Regions from separate parts of the Oryza sativa genome. Here region 1 is linked to region 2. A link is a contact called in public HiCAR-type data. All regions are on one chromosome and are shown on one strand. The core of a region is the stretch at or near the end of the contact, and the rest is flanking DNA. Distances in the headings are between cores, read along the strand shown. Region 1 holds the start of LOC4343164 (acetylornithine aminotransferase, mitochondrial). Region 2 holds the start of LOC4343161 (ultraviolet-B receptor UVR8).

Region 1 (3,587 bases), core at 403-2,902, 180 kb after region 2:
TGAAGTTCTCTCCTTTCTTGGCCACCTCTGCTAGGAAGCCAGGTTTCTGGATCTTGTCCAATGTGGTCAATGCAGCCTGGCAAACAAGAGGGCCTCCCCCGAATGTGGTACCATGGTCGCCGTAGTTTATCGCTGAAGCAACCTTCTCGGTGACCAAGACTACACCGATGGGGAGACCACCCGCCAATGGCTTTGCCAAGGTCATAATGTCAGGTACTACTCCATAGGCTTCATACGCCCAGAGGTAACCAGTGCGTCCCAGACCACATTGCACCTGTGTTTAGTAACCATGTAACAGGAGTGTTAGATTAGATCAGCGCCCCCTTTCTGAATGCAACAGAGACATAGAATTTCAGAACTGTTCATTGATGATCGGCAGCTTTGGACATTTGCACTGATTTGAATAAGTATGAAAATGAAGGTTCCTATGGAGTGTGATCTCTGGTCTAAACTAAATGCATGTAAACAACTTTTACTTTGTACAATTCCCTCTGTTTTAATACAAATTGTGTAGTGGTTACCAATAGTTTTATATATATTTGGATTCAACTTGTGAGATTAGCATTGATTACTCAATCAACACCAACCCACAACATACTAAACATAAGGAGTAATAGAAGAAATATGTTTCATACCTCATCAAAAACCAAGAGAGCTCCAGCCTCATCGCAAGCATCCCGCAGCCCCTGCAAGAACTCCTTGGTGGCACTATGGATCCCACCCTCGCCCTGCATGGGCTCGACGAACACGGCAGCAATTTTGCCGGACTGAATCACCTTCTTGGCCTCCTCTAGGTTCCCGTACTCGGCGAACGTCGCGCCGGGCATCACCGGCGCGAACGGCTCCCGGTACTGCACCTTGCTGGTGAGCGCGAGCGACCCCATTGTCCTGCCATGGAAGCAGTTGGTGAACGACATGAACTCGGTGGGCGCGTCCCCGTCGGGGCGCGCCACCCTCTGGTACTTCCTGGCGAACTTGATGGCGGCCTCGTTGGCCTCCGTGCCGGTGTTGGCGAAGAAGACGCGGTCCGCGAAGGAGGCCTCCACGAGGCGCTTGGCGAGCGCCACATGCACGCGGAAAAAGAAATGATCACGGTGAGCTTGGCGTGACGAGAGGGTTGGGCAATGCGTCGAACACGTGGTGAGCGGTGGGCGTGACGCGTTCGAGACTGGCCTGGGGGACGGTGTACTGGACGTTGCTGGCGTGGACGAGGGTGGCGGCCTGGGCGGAGACGGCGGCGACCCAGTCGGGGTCGGCGTGGCCGAGCGCGTTGACGGCGATGCCGGCGGCCATGTCGAGGTACTCGCGCCCGTCGGCGTCGTACAGCTTGCAGCCGCGGCCGGCGACGAGGACGACGCGGGAGCGGTTGTACGTCCCGACGATGTACCTCGCCTCGTCCTCCACCACGGCGCGGCTCGCGGCGGACAGCTCGCGGCGCGCGGCCGCGGCGGGGGCGAGGGGCGCGGAGGTCGGGGGCGGCGGCGTGGGCGTGGGCGTGGCGAGGCACGCGGTGACGCGCGACGGACGGAGGCGCGCGCCGCCGAGGCCGAGGCCGCCAAGGGCGGCGGCGGTGGCGGGCGGGTTGAGGGCGAGGAAGGATTGGAGCGAGTTCATGGCGGGCGAGGAGAGGAGGGTTTGGGTGGAATCGGGCTTGGATGATTTGGGAATTGGAGGGATTAAATACGGGATTGGAATTGGGGGTTAGGTGTCGAATCGGCTGCCTGCTCTGCTCCTCGTGATTGTTTGTGTGGAGGCGGCTATCGCCTATCACGCTTTGGATCAAACAAAAGGTGTTAAGAGGTGTTTTTTTTTTCGTTGTTATACCACCACTGTACGTGTAACACCAAACTTACATACTTACAAATGTATTTTCTAACACATGTTAAAAGAGATGAAAAAAATGATGTAATATTCGTGAAATTTAGTTTTTAAATCTTGGTGGCATGCACCCACGTTTCCAGCACCACATCAGCGGCGTCTTTTCTGTGTCCTTTGTTTCAATAAGCTGATAGTTTTGCTGGCAACGTTTTAATTAGTGAGAATAAATATGATGGCTAAAATTTAATACTCCCTCCGTTCCAGGTTATAAGACGTTTTGACTTTGGTCAAAGTCAAACTGCTTTAAGTTTGACCAAGTTTATAGAAAAAAAGTAGCAACATTTTCAACTCAAGATAAATTTATTATGAAAATATATTCAATTATTGATTTGATGAAAGTAACTTAATATTATAAATATTACTATATTTGTCTATAAACTTAGTCAAACTTGAAATAGTTTGACTTTGACAAAAGTAAAAAATGTCTTATAACCTGAAATGGATGGAGGGAGTATTAAATTAGAGTGAATATCTCTCTATATATAGCGGTAGTTTGAGTTTCTTTTATACGTCTAATGTTGTATAATTATATCATTTCAAGAGTTATTAATAAAAGATTAAGAACTTATAGTCAGAATTTATCAAATACCAAACAGTGACAGTATCATTTTTTTTGAGCAGTTGTCTTTTTCTCGAGGAACCAATACTTTCTACCAGATTGATGTGTAGGATTTTGATGATATGGATAAGGCTGAAATATGGGGCATCATAGGCCTATCATGTGACTTCAACTAGGATAGAGTTCAACGACTTTACTGTTGTGTCTAAGGGTGTAAGTGGGTCAGCCGTGAATCTATTTATAGGTCAAGATAAACGGACTCGTGGTTTATTTTAGTCGATAAGTGAGTTTCGCGGGTTTGTCACTTACACTTCTAATTGTGTCACGTAGATAAATTGTTGATAGTGGCGAAACAAAAAACACAAACTTTATTTGATGGAGAGGATCCACGATACTTATCTTTTTAAATCTTACAAAAACTACAACAAATGTAGTGTAGTTTTAGGGGCTTAGGGGAGGCGATCGAGACCCCTGCTCACCCCCTCCCTATCTTCTCCACGGATAGTTGATGTATCACTTGAGTTAATATGAAGAGAATACATGCGAAATATGCAAAGATTTAACTCGGATGCTACAGATAAGACATAAGACATGATATAAGAGAGTTACTACCTCCATCCCAAAATAATAACATTTGACCGTCCGTCTTATTTGAAAAGTTTATAAAAAAATAAAAAAAATAGTGACACATAAAATATTTTTTTTCATGTTTTATCATCTACTAATAACAATAAAAATACTAATCATAAAAAAATTTCAAATAAAACAAACGGTCAAACGTTGGACATAAATAATATAAAATTACATTTATTTTAGTAAAATTATATTTATTTTAGGACGAAAGGAATAGCAGTTAGTGTTGCCGTGTGCACTCTAGTTTTTAAGATGCCGTGGATGATATAGACACTACTGATAGTATGTTTCGATGGAGAAATTATTATATGCTTTTCATTATCCTTTTTGTCTTTTTTTTTGCGGGGATTATCCTTTTTGTCTTTAATGTCTAGCTAGTAGCATTGGTATCTTTCTTTACACGCACTTATTTTTTTGGAAGCGTATTTATTTCCAGTAAAACACTATGATAAGATTAAGCACATCTTGGCCCGTTTCTTTACAACACATATGTTCCTCTTGCTTATGGGTCCCACAT
Region 2 (3,615 bases), core at 21-2,520:
CTCTCGTGCCGCCGTCGCCCGCATCTCTTCCTCACTCTTGTAAGTATAATGGTGATAGAAATATTATGAGCAGCGAAGACTTGGACATAAAAGAAATTCTCTCATAATTTATTGGTGGTAGCATCAAGAATGGACCATGGTATGATTCTCGAGGGGTATCACCTATCACGAAAGAATTGTCACTTCGCTAGTGTTTGAAAAGAATGAACATGTGATAGTTGGTTTTCGGTGGAGTGTGCAATAAAAGGTTATGTCACTAAAGGATGTGCTCCAAGTATAAACATAAAAACATCGAGACATGATGCCACGAGAATCACTACACAGTAAGGAAAGCACGGGGTGGTGATAGAGTCATTAGTGAGTGCATGACTTTACCCATTAGGGTTCAAATCTTGCTACCCATAAATATTACGCGTACGTAAGTAAATATCAATAGGATTTAGTGTGATCATAAATATACAGCCAGTTTTTATCTCTCTGAGCGTGTGTGAAGAGACGCACTCGTGGAAGTGTGAGCGTGGTGTTGCATGCGCAGTGGTGTGTATCATGTTTCACGTATAATGGTGTGTCCGCCGTGTAACGGAAATAATGTAATAAGAAAAGAAAGAATCACAGCACAATAAAAGTCTCGAGCTGTAACCACACTATGTTGACAAGGGATTGGACAAAAACTCCTGTGACCGAACACCACCCGGGCTGGGGACGAAAAAATAATGTGATTAGATGGGAGCGAACAAAATCAACGAGCCGTTGGTGCTTTTGCTCCGCTAATAATGCAAAATTGCAATTTGCAACCCCACCATGCCATTTGCATTGCCCCTCGCCTGTCGCTGCCTGCGCCTTGTCCAGCCGTGGCGCCGAGTTGCCGAGGAAACCGATCGCCTGGCCGTGCCACCGTGCCGGGTCCCCATCGCCAACTCGCGCCCAATCCCGGCTTGACACGTCACCCCTGTAGGCGATAGTGCCCGCCACGTCCTCTTCCTCTCCTCCTCCCCCCGGGATCTCGAACCTTCTTTCCCCCGCGCGCACCCTCCAACCCCACTGACCCCCCGGCCCCACCCTCCACTGTCCCCACCTCGTCAGTCACCGCGAGGCCACGTGCCACCACCGGGTGAGTGTGACTTCTGACAGGTGAGGCCACCTGCCGCTGGGCCCACTGGTCAGTGGGTGACGGCGCCAGCTACTAGTGGAGGAGCCTCTGGATCCAAGCATTTTTTTTTATTTCCGGAGCCCCTCTTTAGTCTTTACTTGCGTGAAGAAAATTTCTCCTGCTCCTCCTCTTCTTTTTTATTTTTTATTTTTATTTTTCGTCCTCCTTTCGGTTCGTGCTCGTGTTCGTGCGTTGATGCGCTTGCGCGAGAGCGTATAAATCCTCGCGGATTTTCGGATTTGGAGGGATTCTTCTCCGCTTCCCCCGCCCTCAAATCGCACCCCGGATTTACTCCCCCAATTCCTCGCTCTGCTCTGCTGCTGGATTAGTGTTTCTTGGCGGGATTTGGTGAGCGATTGATTCGATTCGATTGGATTCGATTCGATTTGATCCGCCGGAGGGGAGGGGGGGAGCTCGCCGCGGAGTTCGTCGCCATTTCGATCCGTACGGCGGCGTCGGGGTCGGCGTCGTCCTTGGATGATTCCGATCGATCCAGGGGCAAGGCCGCCAAGATTTCGTCGGGCGGAGGCGGGGATCGCGGCGGGAGGGGTGGATCCATGGCGACGGGGGAGAAGGCGCCGCGGGCTTTCTCGATGGAGGAGCTCCCCGGCCACCTCATCGGGGAGGTCCTGACCTCCGGCCGCCTCGCCGCCGGGGACCTCGCGCGGCTCGAGGCCACGTGCCGCGCGCTCCGCCCGCTCGCCGAGCACGCCGCCTCCAGGCTCTGCGCCGCGCGGGCGGCGTTCGCGGCCATGGGCCCCGCCGCGCGCGGGGAGCTCCTGGAGCGGTGCGGCGGCAGCTGGAAGAAGGTGCTCAGGTTCCTGCAGTCCGTCGAGCAGTCCTCCGGCACCGTCCACACCTCCTCCGGCAACGTGAGGATTTCTTTGCTTCGCATCTGAATTCTGAGATACTAGTAAATGCAACCTTAGTTTGACTTTGTGTGGTGTAGGATAGCCTGGTAGAGATGATTGTGCTTGCCTCACACCTTTGCCCGTTTTAGGGATCCATGTTTGATCATGCATGCATGACTTTGTGAATTCGGAAACTTCGTGATAGGAATCGGATATCCACATTTGGATTACACTAGGGACAATGAAACATCTTAACACCAAGTTAAGGCATGCGTTTGTAGTCTATTGTGAGCTTTTTCTTTTTTTTTTTGCTTGTTATAGAATTAAGAGAGGTTGACCAGCTCATTCCTGATGAACAAAATTACTAACAATTCTATGATTTATTGATTTGTAAGTTGGCATGCTTCTGAATGAGGAGGATATGTGGACATTGGAAATGATTTATAATAAACATATGGTACCTTGTGTTTTTTCATTTTCTTTTAGATACGACACACTTGGCTGAATGGGAATATGTTGCTGATGCCTCAGTTGCTTTGAATCCATCATATCTTAGTTGTTTTTCTTACACTGATTGAATTTCAAGTCAGACATTTTAAAAATATATGGCGCATAATTATTTGGCGTGCCTACTGCATCAGATTGTTCTGGAGGGTGCCTAATTTACTTTTATTCTAGATTTTTTTTCTTTTATTAACATCCTAGCTCATCTGCTCTACCAGTTTGAGAGTATGCTCTATGTTGGACATGTTACTTATTGCCATTCTGCTATGCTTGCCAATATGAAGACCAAATGATCAACAAAAGTTGCATTGTTGCACTTGGGAATAGTTTCCCTCATGAACAATTCTATCTTTAGTATGAAACTGGAAAGTTAGATTTTCTTTTTAATGTTAGAAGACATTTCCAACCTGGTTTCTTATATATGTGAACATGCTGTATGTTTCCAGATGCAAGTAGCGACAGGAAGATATCACACACTTTTGGTCCATGACTCTTCTGTCTATTCTTGTGGATCCAGTTTGTGTGGGGTGCTAGGTCATGGCCCAGATACAACCCAGTGTGCGGCATTCAGCAGGGTTCCCTTCCCATCACTTTCTCGTGTTGTCAACATCTCTGCCTCTCACAACCATGCAGCTTTTGTCACAGAGTTAGGGGAGGTAATTGATGCTCATCTTAAACACTGTATATTGTCAATTGTAATATTTCTAATACTTTGAACGCTGTGAATTTTGTTCAAATAGGTCTTCACTTGTGGAGATAATTCATCATTATGCTGTGGTCACGGTGAGGTGGGGCGAACTATATTTCGACCAACCGAAATAAAGGCCCTAAAAGGAATTTCTTGCAAACAGGTGGACCCAATCATCTTTATTATCCTTTTATGTTCCATATCTCCTACAATGGAATAAATGCCTCTTTCAATTATTATATTTCATTTTGTAAAAACAGAACAATGCTCTAGTTATTTGATGCAACAGGAACGATGTTTTAGTTTTGTGGTCAAATTTATTTATTTGTTGATATAAAATGGAGGGAAGACCCTACTTTTTGTAACTAAATTTGTTAATAGACAATAAGGCTGTTATAGCCTTATAGGTAGTTGTTTCATAT

Evidence for each region. HiCAR-type assays count read pairs that join an accessible place to other places.
Region 1: a contact with region 2 is called in a HiCAR-type map of leaf, with 2.5 times the contacts expected there. The contact joins the promoter of LOC4343164 here to the promoter of LOC4343161 in region 2. A contact is called at or near these places in 1 of 15 Hi-C or Micro-C datasets (leaf mesophyll) and 1 of 4 datasets of contacts at active chromatin or transcription factors (leaf).

Annotation. Positions count from the first base shown.
Region 1 is chr7:16,374,184-16,377,770 of ASM3414082v1, forward strand. It overlaps LOC4343164 (acetylornithine aminotransferase, mitochondrial), which reads right to left and starts at 1,653. Exons shown (of 3, transcript XM_015792513.3): 1 at 1,159-1,653; 2 at 636-1,052; 3 at 1-274. The coding sequence starts at 1,614.
Region 2 is chr7:16,192,900-16,196,514 of ASM3414082v1, forward strand. LOC4343161 (ultraviolet-B receptor UVR8) reads left to right here and starts at 1,271. Exons shown (of 6, transcript XM_015792121.3): 1 at 1,271-2,022; 2 at 2,952-3,161; 3 at 3,246-3,356. The coding sequence starts at 1,708.